Regions from separate parts of the Canis lupus genome. Here region 1 is linked to region 2. Evidence: chromatin contacts called from public Hi-C data. All regions are on one chromosome and are shown on one strand. Each heading gives the region's core, a stretch centred on a gene start, on an enhancer-like site or on the middle of the called end of the contact. The rest is flanking DNA. Distances are from core to core; before and after follow the strand shown. Region 1 holds the start of NRDC (nardilysin). Region 2 holds the start of PRPF38A (pre-mRNA-splicing factor 38A).

What was found. A called contact is a pair of places that touch in the nucleus more often than the background predicts.
Region 1: a Hi-C map of blood shows a contact between it and region 2, with 6 times the contacts expected there. The contact joins the promoter of NRDC here to the promoter of PRPF38A in region 2. A contact is called at or near these places in 2 of 9 Hi-C or Micro-C datasets (both in blood).

What each region holds. Positions count from the first base shown.
Region 1 is chr15:9,452,602-9,460,000 of UU_Cfam_GSD_1.0, reverse strand. It overlaps NRDC (nardilysin), which reads right to left and starts at 3,799. Exons shown (of 31, transcript XM_038558037.1): 1 at 3,281-3,799. The coding sequence starts at 3,624. It overlaps LOC102154126 (a long non-coding RNA gene), which reads left to right and starts at 3,879. Exons shown (of 3, transcript XR_005370225.1): 1 at 3,879-4,710; 2 at 4,861-5,055.
Region 2 is chr15:9,003,583-9,010,742 of UU_Cfam_GSD_1.0, reverse strand. PRPF38A (pre-mRNA-splicing factor 38A) reads left to right here and starts at 2,265. Exons shown (of 10, transcript XM_038558025.1): 1 at 2,265-2,536; 2 at 4,848-5,007; 3 at 6,539-6,660. The coding sequence starts at 2,407. It overlaps TUT4 (terminal uridylyltransferase 4), which reads right to left. Exons shown (of 32, transcript XR_005370210.1): 32 at 1,938-3,092. ORC1 (origin recognition complex subunit 1) reads right to left here and starts at 2,077. Exons shown (of 19, transcript XM_038558018.1): 1 at 1,939-2,077; 2 at 1,253-1,406.

The DNA.
Region 1 (7,399 bases), core at 2,550-5,049, 450 kb before region 2:
TCCCAAGTTCCTAGAATTTATACAGATATGAATAAGTACACGATCTCTCTGGTAGCTCTCAGAATCTATAATCTTACCAATAAGGTGTATATATACCACACTGCAAGTACTGCCTATACCAAAAAAAGCATTACTATTCCAGGGGTTCCAGCTGAAAAGGTCAAGAAATAAATCCATGTTCTTCCCATCCAATACAAAATAAAATGTTCTCTGATGTTCTGATATCTGAGATTTGCCTAGAGCTTCTGTTCAGAAGTGTGTCACCCCACTCCTAACTTTGGGAAGCCAGCAGATGTTCACTTAAATTGTGAACATCCCTCTGTTCCTCTGCAAATAATAGTAAACAATATAACATTCAGAAATAACCTGTACCTTTTTCAGCACACATCCATTATTTTCTATAGCATATTGAGAATTTAATTACAATAACTGTCTTCTCACTTCTAATAGTCTGAACAAATTTAAGTTAAAAAGCTTGCAAGCCTTTTCATATTGTTCTCCCCTTCCCCACAGAAAAACACAGGTCTTTTTACAAACTGGTTAAACAAGAAAAGTGTTTACGCTTTTAAGAATTTATTTATTTATTTTTTAAAGATTTTATTTATTTATTCATGATAGACACAGAGAGAGAAAGAGAGGCAGAGACACAGGCAGAGGGAGAAGCAGGCTCAAGCCGGGAGCCCGACGTGGGACTTGATCCCAGGACTCCAGGATCAGGCCCTGGGCCAAAGGCAGGCGCTAAACCACCAAGCCACCCAGGGATCCCCTAAGAATTTATTTTTAAACAACCTCTACACCCAGCGTGGGACTCAAACTCACAACCCCAAGATCAAGAGTTGCATGCTTGGGACACCTGGGTGGCTCAGCAGCTGAGCATCGGCCTTTGGCTCAGGGCATGATGGAGTCCTACGTTGGGCTTCCTGCATGGAGCCTGCTTCTCCCTCTGTCTGGGTCTCTGCCTCTCTCTGTGTGTCTCTCATGAAAAAATAAATGAAAGCTTTAAAAAAAAAAAAAAAGTTGCATTTTCCACAGACTGAACCAGCCAGGTGCCCCAGTGTTTTATACTTGTCAATCCAAATTTGCAGAGTGCTCTTTGTTATTAAAATAATTTACTATTTAGACTGCACTAAATAATTCTGTCCATCTAGAATTTCCTTCCCCTTTACACCAATAAAGATTTGAACAGCAGTTTCCAACCTGAAGCTCCTTAATTCTTATTAGAGATGTTTAAAGGATTCCAGCATAAAAGTTAATTCTTGCAGATGAGAAGGAAATCAACACTTACCACCTACACAGATCCCTAAAAAAAAAAAAAAAAAAAAAAAAAGATATCCTACAGGTAGGTTTAACATTTCAAAAAAGCTGAATACAAATTACACGTATACATATGTAAAATTCCACAAGCTATTACTTAATAAATAGTAAATCTTTCCAGGCATTATTTCACCATAATATTCCTTTAATCAGGTCTGCCTCTGGTGCTTATTCATACATTCAAAAGACATATAGTTATAATATGATGGATACATACTGTAACAGGCCCTGTACAAAACCCTACTGAAATACAGTGAAACGAGGGATTGGTTCTACATATAAAAACTTCAAGAGAGGGCAGCCCGGGTGGCTCACCGGTTTAGTGCCGCCCTCGGCCCAGAGTGTGATCCCGCAGACCCAGGATCCCGTCCCGTGTCAGGCTCCCTGCATGGAGCCTGCTTCTCCCTCTGCCTGTGTCTCTGCCTCTCTCTCTCTCTCTCTCTCTCTCTCTCTCTGTCTCTCATGAATAAATAAATAAAATCTTAAAAAAAAAAAAAAGGATTTAAGATAGCACAATGCCTGGTGCACAGTAATATGTAAGCATTTGTGATATAAACTTGCCAAAATGAGATCATTAAATGAAATATCTAAAGCAGTACAGTATTTGACACATAGTGTATATTCTATAAAGATTAGTTGTTAATATGTAATTTCATACAGGCAGTAAAAGCTAAAGCTGTTACTTAACATTTAATCTGAAAAGTAAGCACTTTCTATCAAGGTTTCAATTTGTTCATTTACATATTACTAAAGCAACCACTCTCATCTTTAATGAGAAAAAGAGAAAATTTAGCCCATCCACAAAGATTTCTTGACCCTGCAGCTCGCAAAAAAACAGCACAAGGAGTTGTGTACTGTTAATCCTAGACTGGGAGTGAAAGGAGAAATTACGCCAGTCTTAAACTCGGGGCTAAATCACTTCTTTCCAGACCTCGGTTTCAGTCATCTGTCAAATGGGAGAAATGGGGAGTGGAAAAGATTATCTCCAAGGTTCTTTCCAGCTCTAACACTGTAGAGGCTTATAAGAAATTGGGATCTAGAATCCTTCACCTTCCAACCCCATAGGAGTAAGAACATTATAAAAATCATCAAATGGTACACTGGATTTGGTGTCAAATGGACAGGGTTTTCATTATCAGCTGTTACTTAGCTGTGTAATTCTAAGCAAGAAGCCAACGCTCTGGATCTTAATTTCCTCAAGCTGGAGAATGAAGTTTTTGGACAATACGATCTCTCTTTACAAAACATCACAGTCACAACATTGTATGAAATAAGCTACCTCTGAAAGAAATATTCAGATGGTACTAAGCCAACAGCTATTAGAGATGTTTGGAGGATCCCAGCACAAAAGTAGACAGTTTCAGGATTCGAAGAAACCTCACAAAGTCTTCTATGACTCACCCAACCGAGCGCCAAGTCCTCTCTAACAAGACCTTGGAAGAGATCCCCAAACACTCTAGTAAATGAGGAACAACCCAGGGAAACCAGCCCCTTCATTTTAGGCCAGCTATGATGCCCGCCTTCTTTTACTTAAGCCGCACCATCCTCTAACTTCCACCGCATTAGTTTTACCCCCCTATCAACCAAAGGCACCTGCTTATTTCTGGATAGTGATAATTTGCCCCTTAAACATCCTCCCCAGGATTAAACTCCCTCACGTAACGCCAGGGCTCCCGCACCACCCAGACCGCTGCCTCCAGAGAACCCTCCACTCTTGCTGTAGCGAACGTCAAAATGACTCGAGCAGCCCTTCCCCATCTAACACGCTGACTCCTCCCAGGGCCCGAGCCTCCCGGCCTGCCCAGCTGACACCACACGGAAGCCCCCAGGGCCCTGTCCGCCCCCGCCCGAGGAAGCGCTCGTGGTGAAGAGAGCCCCTGTCGCTCCTTCAGGAGACAGACAAGAAGTGACGGCGTCAGCAACCGAGGGGCCCGCGCCCGGCTCGCCTCCCCGGTCCACGCCTCACCGGTACTGCTTGGGGTCGCTAGGAGACTTGACGATTTCGGGGTCTCCGGCGTTATTAACAGACCCCCTCCGTCCCTCCTCCTCAGATTCATCAGCTCCCAGACGGGCAACCCGGCCGCTCTCGCCCAAATCCTGCCCATTGGGCTGCAGGTCGGGACAGCTGCAGGTCGACTTCGCCTTGTTCCTTCCAGGCATGGTCGGAGGGAGCAGGGGTCTGGCAGCAGCCGAGTCTTCGCACGGACCCCGCGCCCGGATTCTCCACAGCGCTGTGAGCTCCCGCCCGGCCTCACACCACAACTTCCCCCCGGTGGCACAGACTGCAGCAACCGCGACTCTCCTCAGCATTCACCACCAAGCCGGAGCGATGGGCATCCCGCTCGCCGGGGACCTCCTCCTCCTCCTCCTCCAGCCGCTCCTCCACCTCCGCGTTCCAGGGGCGGCAGCGGCCGGCGCTGGCGCTGGTGCTGCCGCAGCCGCAGGGGAGGACAGGCCTGAACCCCTCCCCCTATCCGGTCTGCCTCACGGCAGCTTCCCTCATCCCCCGCCCGCCCGGCCGCCGATGACGCTGCCGACTCTGGCCAATCAGAAGGCAAGAAAGGAGGTCACGCGCACGCAAACCACCAATGGAAACAGGGAATAAAAGGAACCAAAGAGACCGGGCCGGATTCTCCGAGCACCGAGAAACCCAGGGTGGGCGGGGCAAGGAAGAAGAGGCGGAGAGAGTGGCGCGGAGGACGACGGGAAGAAAAGCGCTGGCGCCGCGTTTATGACGTAACGCGCGGGGTGTCGCTGTGAGGCGGCTACAGGGTAATGCTCCGCGCTTCTGAGCAAAATATTACCCGGCGGAGAATTGAGAAGCGAGTGGAGAAAATGAGTTCCCAAGACATTTTTTCAAGACTTTTTTTCCCCAGTTATACATTTTTTTGTGTTCCGTCCTTCACACCCAGGGCTTAGCCTCCGGCCGTGACTCAGCACGTAGAAGCGGGACGCCGGAAGTGTTTTTCGCCGCCGGATGGAAGCTGCGAGGCAGCCAAGCTGCGCTGGGCGCCCGCGATCCTCCTGCTGACCGCGCGGCGACCTTGGCCGGCGCCGGAGCCCGAGGAGGCGGGGCGAGCGGCGCGACGCTAGTTCCGCCCCGCGGAACCGGGCTCCGTCCGGGCGCCGGCCCGCGCGGCCTCTAGCTGCGCCGGCTCTCTGTCAGGTGGCCGCCTGCGTCTGGGTGCTTCCTTCATGTACTTTTTTCCAGAGGTTTTTTTCTGCCTGTAATGTTACTAGGATGGCCGTCACTCAGACTGTTCTTGAAACCGACATGTTAGCAAGATCCGATGTGCCGACACCATGAAGCCAAAGATCCCCACACATAAAGGGAAGAAGTACTTATAAATGAAGGGAGAAGGATCAAGCAGAAAGCGGTATTGATGACTGTTAAAGGTACTTAAATTTTTCTGGGCCTCCTGAGCTCCAGATTCAGGGAATGCAGTCATGAACAAAAACAATAACAACAACAAAAAATTTGTCTTTATGGGGCTGGCATTTTTACTTGTTTTTTTTGTTTTGTTTTGTTTTGTTTTACTTTTTTAGGTAAACTACCCGCAATGTGGGGCTCCAACTCAGGCTGAGCTGCAGGGTGGCATGTGTACCAGCGAAGCCAGCCCGGCGCCCTGGGGCTTGGGTTTTGACGGTGTAAACGGACAATAAAATCAATGATCTGTTGGAACAACAGTGAGTGCTGTGACGACAAATAATGCAGGATAAGCGAATAAGGAGTTGGGACGTGTAAGTGCAGTGATTCAGGCAGATGGTGAAAACCTGAACTAGGACAACAGACACGATAAATTAATTGAAAAATATTGTTCAAATATCCCAGTTTGTTTTCAGCCATCTTTTCAGGAACTTTCTAAACTAAGAACTCCTCTGGATTGCCCTCCTTCAGGGAAATGTTTTTTCTTCATCCAGTTCCTAGCATAGCAGCCCAATCAGTACTCTGCAAAGCAGTCAGTAATTGCTGTTGAATTGTCACCTGGAGTGACAAGTCTATTTTGAGGGTGTTTTCTTTGTTTTTACTTGTCACAGCAATAATACTGTAGGTAAGGAATCTTTGGATTCAGCCAGTAACTAGAATTTTATGACTATGAACAAAGAAAGGCTGCGTCTGAAGTGTGACCTGTTAGTTTTTCCCTTTAAAAAGAGGTCTCTGGATCTTAGAGTTTACCCAACTGTGGAGATAACATAACACCCCATATAGCAAGGCATGCATTTATTCACTCAACCAACCATTGGAGCTTCTAATATCTGCCAGGTACTGGGAATGCAGGATACTGGGAATTACAAGAGAACTACCAGGAGAGACCTTAAACAAGCGCACACTTTTAAATTTATCGTCGTGAAAAACTCTAAAAGGAAAAATACAGAGAGACCTAGTCTAGTCAGAGTTTCTCTAAACTAGACATTTAAACTTAAATTTGAAAAATGTATGGGAATTGGTATAAAATTTATGGGAATAAATGCGTTCAAAGCTCTGAGAAAGTAATTCTAATTATGGCTAAACTATAGTAATTTGGGAGCAAAGGGGAAGTGAGTCAGTGGCCAAGATCATACAGAACCTTCCTAAGAGTAAAAAGAAGTAATTGCTTTGTCTATTTTGTGTATCTCTGGGTTCCTAGCTTCTAGAAGAGTATCTGGCACATTAAAAATACTCACTAGGGGTGCCTGGCTGGCTCAGTAAATACAGCATGTGACTTTTGATCTTGAGGCCATAAGTCTGATCCCCGCATTGAGTGTAGAGATCACACTAAAGAAAAAAATTAAAGAAACCCACTAAATAATGGTTGAACCAATGAAGTAGGAAGACAAGATCACAAGAGTCTTCCAAGTAGATCACTGGTTGATGTGTGAAAAATAATTTGAGGGATCCCTGGGTGGCGCAGCGGTTTGGCGCCTGCCTTTGGCCCAGGGCACGATCCTGGAGACCCGGGATCGAATCCCACATCGGACTCCCGGTGCATGGAGCCTGCTTTTCCCTCTGCCTGTGTCTCTGCCTCTCTCTCTCTCTGTGACTATCATAAATAAATAAAAAATTTAAAAAAAAAAAAAAAAAAAAAAAAAATAATTTGAATGGTGGAGGTGAGGGCAAGACTAAGAGAAATCAGGAGGGTATTAAAGTAATCCAGGTAATGAAGGGTGGTTGGAAGAAAGCAGGGACAAGGGGCCCCACCTTAAGAGGAAACCAGCCTTAAGAGGATTTTACACCACCTTGGAAGGAGCCCTCCATCCTTTCCCGAGTGATAGATAAATGACAAAAACCTGATTGGGTGACAGGCACATGGAGGGTTAATCAGATTAAAACAGACCGCCAACAAGCCCATAAAAACTCCTAGACTTAGAAACTTCTATGGCAACCCTCTTGGGTCTCCTCCCTCTTTGGGAGCTTTGTACTATCATGCAATAAACTTTGCTTTGCTGCCTACTCCTCTTCCTTCGGTCTACCTCTTCATTCTTCTAAGCAGCGGACACAGAAGGAAAAGAAATCCTGTAGCATAGGCACTCGAAAATGATAATTTGGATATGAGTGACGGACAGATGTATACAGATATGTCATATATTTAGGGTGGAATTGACTGGTTTTGGATTGTTATTAATTTGATGAAGAATAAGAGGAAAGGGTCAAGTATAATTCTGTGATGTCTTAACTTCTGCATGAGTATGAGACAAAGCAGGGACTGGACTCAGGTCCCCTCAACCTTGACTGCAAAATCCAGTGTTTGGCTTCCTCCATAAAGAGGGAGGTGCTAAATCTTTATGCCTCTTGGGTAGCATATCTTGTGGGAATGCAGAGGGACGATGCTTACCAAAAGAAGGGTGCTTACTACCAAAACTGGTGAAGACTGGACTAGTCTGTGCCAAGATGCACCCCTGTGCTGAATTTTTACCGACTTTTTCCTCATTATAATACTAAAAACCCTGCTGGGGTGGAGATTTAATATGTCAATTAGACATAAGACGCATGAAGAAGCATGACCTTTAAATATGCAAGTGCTAAAAAATCCCGGCCTTTGCATGCTTACACATCACCCTTTTCCCCACCTAAATTTCTTTAAAACAACATCCTGACCTCTCATGA
Region 2 (7,160 bases), core at 1,016-3,515:
CTAAGTGACTGAAAGAGAGCCCAGAGGACAAGGGTAATGTTTCTGGGATGCTGGTCTTGTTTCTTGATCTGGAGGCTGGTTACACAGGTATGTTCTCTTTAAGAAAATTCATTGACCTGTACATTTATGATATGTGCACTTTTTGGTATATAGTTATTTTTTAATGAAAAGTTCAAAAAATTAACTGAGAATTCTTCAAAAGAGGCATCATAAGGATGTCAAGCCACTTTGTACTGTTATCCTACTTTCTTACCTTAGGACCCAGTATTTCATCTCACCCACCACCAGCAGAGAGAGATGATGAACGGGGTAGAAAGGCTTTGGCTTCTAGGAGATACCCCACCACAGGCTCTCAATGTTGGAGATACCAGAAATCTGGCACATACACACCACCAAGTGCAGGGTGCCACGCCCAAGGAAAACATAAGGGAGTTGCAGTAAGAGTGATAGCAGATATGTATTAAGCCAATATAAAAACTCTCTATATATTTATCTCATTTAATACTCAAAATAATCCTAAAACAATGCGAGTACATGCTAAGTGCACAGTAGACTCTCAATAATAAGTATGTGCTCAGTGAAAGGTAGGTGCTACAGCACTTCACGATTAACTTGTCCCAGTATCACACAGGTAGGGCAGACTTAATTTGCACCCTAAGCAGCCAGATTCCAATGACTCTAAACCACTCTACCTTACAACACCTGTGTGAAAGCAGGTACTGTTAATACATGCCTGAGAGGCCTTGCTTCAGGTGTGCTTACCACACTTACTAGCCACCAACTGAGAAGCCAAATGGACCTCAATTTCCTTACCCACAAAATGGTATGATAATAGAACCTCCCTTTAATTCAACCAATATTTATTAATCACCCACTGTGTGCCAGGCCCCATTCTAGGATTAAGTGAGAAAATGCAAAATGGCAAATTCACTTCCCCACTCCCTTAATCTCTTGCATTTATTTGTAAGAGACAGTGGATCTCTAAAAAAAAAAAAAAAAAAGAAAGAAAGAAAAAGAACCTGATGTTAGGAAACTCGCGTACAATTCGCACAACATTTTGCATTTACTTTCAGGGAATTCATAAACCTTCTAACATCCACATATTGACCTCTGTTATGTTAAAAAGTATTGCAAAAAGACCTGGTACACCTTGCTCTCACTGTGGAAACCTCGGCGGGCCTTCACAGGTACTCCTAACAGCCGCGACGAGGGTACTATTTTTACAAACAACTAAAATCGAAAACTGACATACCTAATCACTTTAGTTTCGCAGACAGTAGCCCAGGATAAGAACTTCACATCTCATGCCTCGAAGTCTAGTGCTTTTCCAACTGTGAAAACAGAAGGCGCCTCTATTCCGGGCTAGACTAAAGTAGAAGTAAAGTTGGATTTCTTGGACTTCTTTCCTAGAAAGAAGGTGCATTAGAGGCCGGCAATTAGGAGCGGCTCGGGGGGGGGGGGGGGGGGCTACTTGGGCAGGAGCGCAGGCCTCTTACAAAAAGCGACCTAGAGAAGTCTCTGGACTCAACTGCTACATCCGTAAAATGGGGCAGTAACTTCTGTCCCGCCTTCCCTGCGGCGCTTGGTTCGCGGTGGCTCAAAGGAGGGAAAGACGCAAAAGCTCCACAAGGGCAAAGCAGACAGGCGGCCCAGTTAAGACCACTTCTGAGAACCTCAGGCCGCTGAGGACGGGAACGCTCACGCGTCTCTAAGGTTGGCTTCCGGTGCCTCAACTGCACTCTCAGGCCCTGGGGGAGTGGGAAGCCCTTTATAAATCGGGATGTGGAAAAGAATGCTCCTAATGGCCTTGGGACAGGGCCTGGCAGTCAGCAGCGCGCAGTGGATATCCGCTGGATGAATCAATGACGGAGTCCCCAGAGAAGAACTTCTCCAGTCTCCGCGGCTCCGACCCCCGTCCCGCCCGGGACTGCCACTCACCGGGCACCGAAGCCCTCCGCTCCCACCGTCTCCGCTCCGGGAGTTCGTCGGGCCGCAGCGACTCCAGCCTGCGCCAGCTGGACTGCTCTCAAAGCCACGCGCCGCACCGGAGCCCAAGCAGGTTGAAAATGAACCTCGCTAGGCAAGGTGGAGAAAAGAAAATTTCGCGCCAAAAGCCATGGCCCCGCCCCCAGGCTGCCCCACGTTGCGTCACCAGCCAGCCCTCTAGCCCCGCCCACCTACGCGAGGCGCGCGCCGTACGTCCGCCAACGTGCCGCGGCCATCATTGATTCGGTGGGCGACGCTGCTGGCGGAAGGAAGTTCTTTCCTTCGAAGCATTTCCGCTTCCAGATGGTGGTCTGAGTTGCTTAGGCTCCCTCCGCCTTTCTTGGTCTCTCTCCGGTTCGCCTTAACCTGGATGTGACGCATTAAAGGACCCGACGGAAGTAGAACTGAAGGCGTCCTAAGATGGCGAACCGTACGGTGAAGGATGCGCACAGCATCCACGGCACCAATCCTCAGTATCTGGTGGAGAAGATCATTCGGACGCGAATCTACGAGTCCAAGTACTGGAAAGAGGAGTGCTTCGGGCTGACGGGTGAGCGGGCGCGCGCGGACCCTCCTCCACCCTGGTGGCCCCGTTCCGCGGACGGGGCGCGGGGTACCGGCCCCGGCGGGAGACTGGAGCGGAGTCTGTCAGTCACACAGAAAAATCTAGCACCTGCTGTGTGCCTGGATCGATGTTGGTTGGGCTTTGGGGACACGTGTGAGTCTGCTGCGGCCTGATTCTGAGGGTGTCTGTTGGGTTCTCTGCGTCTATTCATATTTAACGATAATCTCCCGAGTTCTCAAACCCTCTTAAACTCGGAGACTCTGAAGTCCTTAAAGGAACCTTAACATACCTGAAGCCCAGTTCCTGGTCTTTCGTTCTCTAAATCTGCACGATAAAAATAAATAAATAAAAAAAATAAATCTGCACGATGTGCAGTTATTTCCACGTTCGGGTCCTAATAGAAACCTTAGTTCTTCCGAGAAGGCTTCCAAGCCTTGCAGTCTTCGAATTCTGGCTCCTGATTTTAGTAGCTCTGCTTTGCCGGTGAACGATGTATGCCTTCTTCTGCTGTAGAACGGGTATCTTGCCCACCTCAACGATTCTAAGGAGTAAAACGCGTCATGTATAAGGAGAATTTGGTATGGTTACTGGTGTGTATTTTAAGAAGCACCCAGCACTACTCTGTGCCATCACTGTCGCTGCCACGACCGCTGTGTGTCCCTGGACGTGTCACATCGTTTTTCTGAGTCACCGTTAAATTTTGGAGTTATGTGAATTTTGGGTGAATTTTGAGGCCTTTTCTCACTGCAGGTTCTCTCCTTGTATGATCTTACCTGTAGATGCCTTCAAATTTCTCTCTTCAGCCCAGATCGCCCTCTGAGATCTCAATCTCTAATTAAACAATCAGGCCAACTCAGTATGTCCAAAAGTGAACGTGTGACCTTTTTCCTCCAATGCTAGATTATGTTCCCTTGTTGTATAATTGTATTGCATCCTGCATCTTATTTTAACTATTTGTCGCATTTCAATTATTTTTCCAATGCTTTCTGCCTTGCCAGACTGTAAACTCTGTAAGAGTAGTAATTTTGTTCTTCTTTATCATTCTACCTATATCTCTAGTATTTAGTACCTGGCTGTAAGTGTCAACTGTAATGTTGAATGAATTAATAAGAATTTATCTTAAAGGAACTTGAAATCTGATTTATAAAATGATTTTCCACTAATGGAATCTCTCATACATTATTTGCTGTGTAACATGTAGATGTTAACATTTATTTGTACTGTCTCATTTAACACTCACTATAGCCCTTAAACTTTTACCTTTACTGTTCAGATTTGAACTGACAGTCAAAAAGAAAAAAAGGTAAAAAGACTTGCCCTAGAGTTCATATAGCTAGTGTTTATTTTTGAAAACAATTGTGGAAGGTTGCTTTTTTTTTTTTTTTTAAGACTATTTGAAAGAGAAAGACCCAGAGAGCACAAGTAGGGAGAGGGGCAGAAAGAGAGGGAGAAGCCGACTCCTGCTCAGCAGGGAGACTGACATGGGACTCAGTCCCAGGACCCTGAGATCATGACCTGAGCTGATGGCAGATGCTTAACTGACTGAGCCACCCAGGCATCCCTTGTAGAAGGTTATTATCCCTATTCTGTGGATGACATTTACTTAAAGTTTTTTTTAAAAATTTTTTTTATTTATTATTTATGATAGTCACAGAGAGAGAGAGGCAGAGACACAGGCAGAGGGAGAAGCAGGCTCCATGCACCGGGAGCCAGACGTGGGATTCGATCCTGGATCTCCAGGATCGTGCCCTGGGCCAAAGGCAGGCGCCAAACCACTGCGCCACCCAGGGATCCCGACATTTACTTAAAGTTATGTAGTTATTGGGTCGTATACTGTTGCTGTTTCTTTTAGCTCCAGATTTGGCTGCTTTTCTCCAGACATAATGGTGATAGACATGGACACTGGAGATAGACTGCTTACATGTAAATCCAGGCCCTGCTACTCTCCGGTGGTGGACATTGAGCAAGTCACTTAACATTTCTTAGCCTTCATTTTCCTTATCTGAAAACAGCCTCTGTGCAGGAATTTCATGGCTTGTTGTGAAGATTAAATGAGATAATATGACATGCTTAGGAGAATACGTGGCATATAGTCATCCTTTCTTGTATATTGGCTGCTGTTATTATTATTACTATTAATACACACACTTCTAATATTAAATTGTTGATTAGTATTGAGGAGCACCAAACCTTGAACTAACTTATCTCCATTTCAGACTGGGAAGAGCTTGGCCCTAAATTATCTGAGATGCCACTTTGTTTTTGTTTTTGCCTTTGTTTTTTTTTTTTTTTTTAGCTGAACTTGTAGTGGATAAAGCCATGGAGTTGAGGTTTGTGGGCGGTGTCTATGGTGGCAACATAAAGCCAACTCCTTTTCTGTGTTTGACCTTGAAGATGCTTCAAATCCAACCTGAGAAGGATATCATTGTGGAGTTTATAAAAAATGAAGATTTCAAGTGAGTGAAATGTTGACTAGCTAATTTAAAAGCTTCAATTTCAGTGGGCCAGAATTTGGCTTCGGTTAAGAGGAGTGAAAGCAGTGTATCTTGTTTCAACAGAGTTCTACTCTAGGATTTTGGCTCCTGAGGTCTCCAGTGTGTATTTTGTCTGTTCTGATTGTATTGATCTTCTTTACATTCTCAGTCCTGGTAACTGCTCCTCTCCCCCAGAAAGCATTTCACAAATGGACTGAAAATATATTAAGCAGGAGTGAGCACTTAGTGTGTTCATAGCACTGGATGCTCAAAGATGAAGAAAACTACATCATGTGGTAGATAAGCAGGAGAACTTTGGTGTAGGTGGAGGGAGGTTCATGTCCAGGCTCTGTTACTTATTATGACCTTAGAGAAGTTTGTGAGCTTTACTTTCTTTACTTGTAAATGGAGATGATGATACCAGCTCAAGGTTGATAGGAGGGTTAAAGAAGATAGTGCTGTATATCTCACAACACAGTGCCTTTTGGTAAAGACTCCCAAAATGTCAGCTGCTCATATTCTTGTATTACTTATTCTCAAGGAACTCACAGACAAATATAAGAGACAAACATAGTAGCTAATTTTGTACCATCCTCTAAGGGATTTACATATAATCATTTACTTAACCTTCACAACAACCCTGCAAAATTATTATCTCCGTTACACAAGGTAGGAAACTTAGGACAGATTAATTTCCTTGAGGTCAGATACCTAGTAAGTGGTAAAGCTGGCTTCAGTGTTCAAATTCTTTACTATTCTGTTGTGTTTGTCATATAAAGAAACTGTTGAGTTTCAAATGCCTACTCGTTATTCCAAGTGAAGAATTTGAGTGGGTAGTTGGATATAGGAGAAAAGAAAAAGGAATCTTACAAAACAGTAACAGCTAGAAAATAGCTTTCTTACTATGTGCTATATGCTACGCTTAGCACTTTACACACATTTCTTACTAAGCCAACAAATTAGGCACAATCATCTCCATTTTACAAGAATTGAGAAAGCAAGTAACTTGCCTAATATAACAAAGTCAATAAGTAATGGAATCCAAATTGCAACGCAGATGACTTTTTTCCAGAACTAGCACTCTGTGCTGCCTAGCAACAATTATATATATATTCAAGTGTATGTATATTATTTCTTGTACTATTAGTAAACATATTTTATATGTTGTTAAATTCAGTATCTCATTTGATTCTTAGAGTAATCCTTTAAGGTAAATTGGTTCCTATTTTCCTGTCATATATAGACTCTAAATAGACTCTAAATATGATAGACTCTGAAAGTTGAGCAACATGTCCCAAGTTCCTGCAGCCAGTAAGTGGTAGAATGGGAACTTGAACCCAGGTTTCCATATTTTAGCTTTCTTTCTGCTCCATGTTGCCTCAAAATTGCAGTTCTCTCATCGCCAAAGAAGAGAAAGAACTTGTTCATCCACTGCTTTCATGAGAAAAGCCAGGTATGCAACTCAAGAACAAGAACTTTTTAGGATGGCCTACTGTTTGTCTTCTTCTGTCAGGTATGTCCGCATGTTGGGAGCACTTTACATGAGGCTGACAGGCACTGCAATTGATTGCTACAAGTACTTAGAACCTCTGTACAATGACTATCGAAAAATCAAGAGCCAGAACCGAAATGGGGGTGAGTATGGTGCTAAGGGTCTGGACCTTCCTCCCTGAACCAGTTTTTATTTCACCAATATTTCTGCTGCTTTTTTTTTTTTTTTTTAAGATTTTATTTATTTATTCATGAGAGACAGAGAGAGATAGAGAGGCAGAGACACAGGCAGAGGGAGAAGCAAGCTCCATGCAGGGAGCCTGATGTGGGACTCGATCCCGGGACTCAATCCTGGCACTCGATCCTGGCACTCCAGGATTACGCCCTGGGCCGAAGGCAGGCGCTCAGCCACTGAGCCACCCAGGGGTCCCCATATTTCTGCCTTCTTGTTGTAACATTGTGAATGCCCATCATCGTTGTTGTTACGGTCTTCATTTCAGGTTCTTCACCTCCTGCATGGAGTATTCCATTAGACTCCTAGCTTCCTGTTAGTCTTGCCCAATCTGCCCTTGTCTGCCTACTTTTCCAACTACATCTTATATCAGTCTCAGTCTTGCATCATGTACTTTTTCCAATGTACTCCA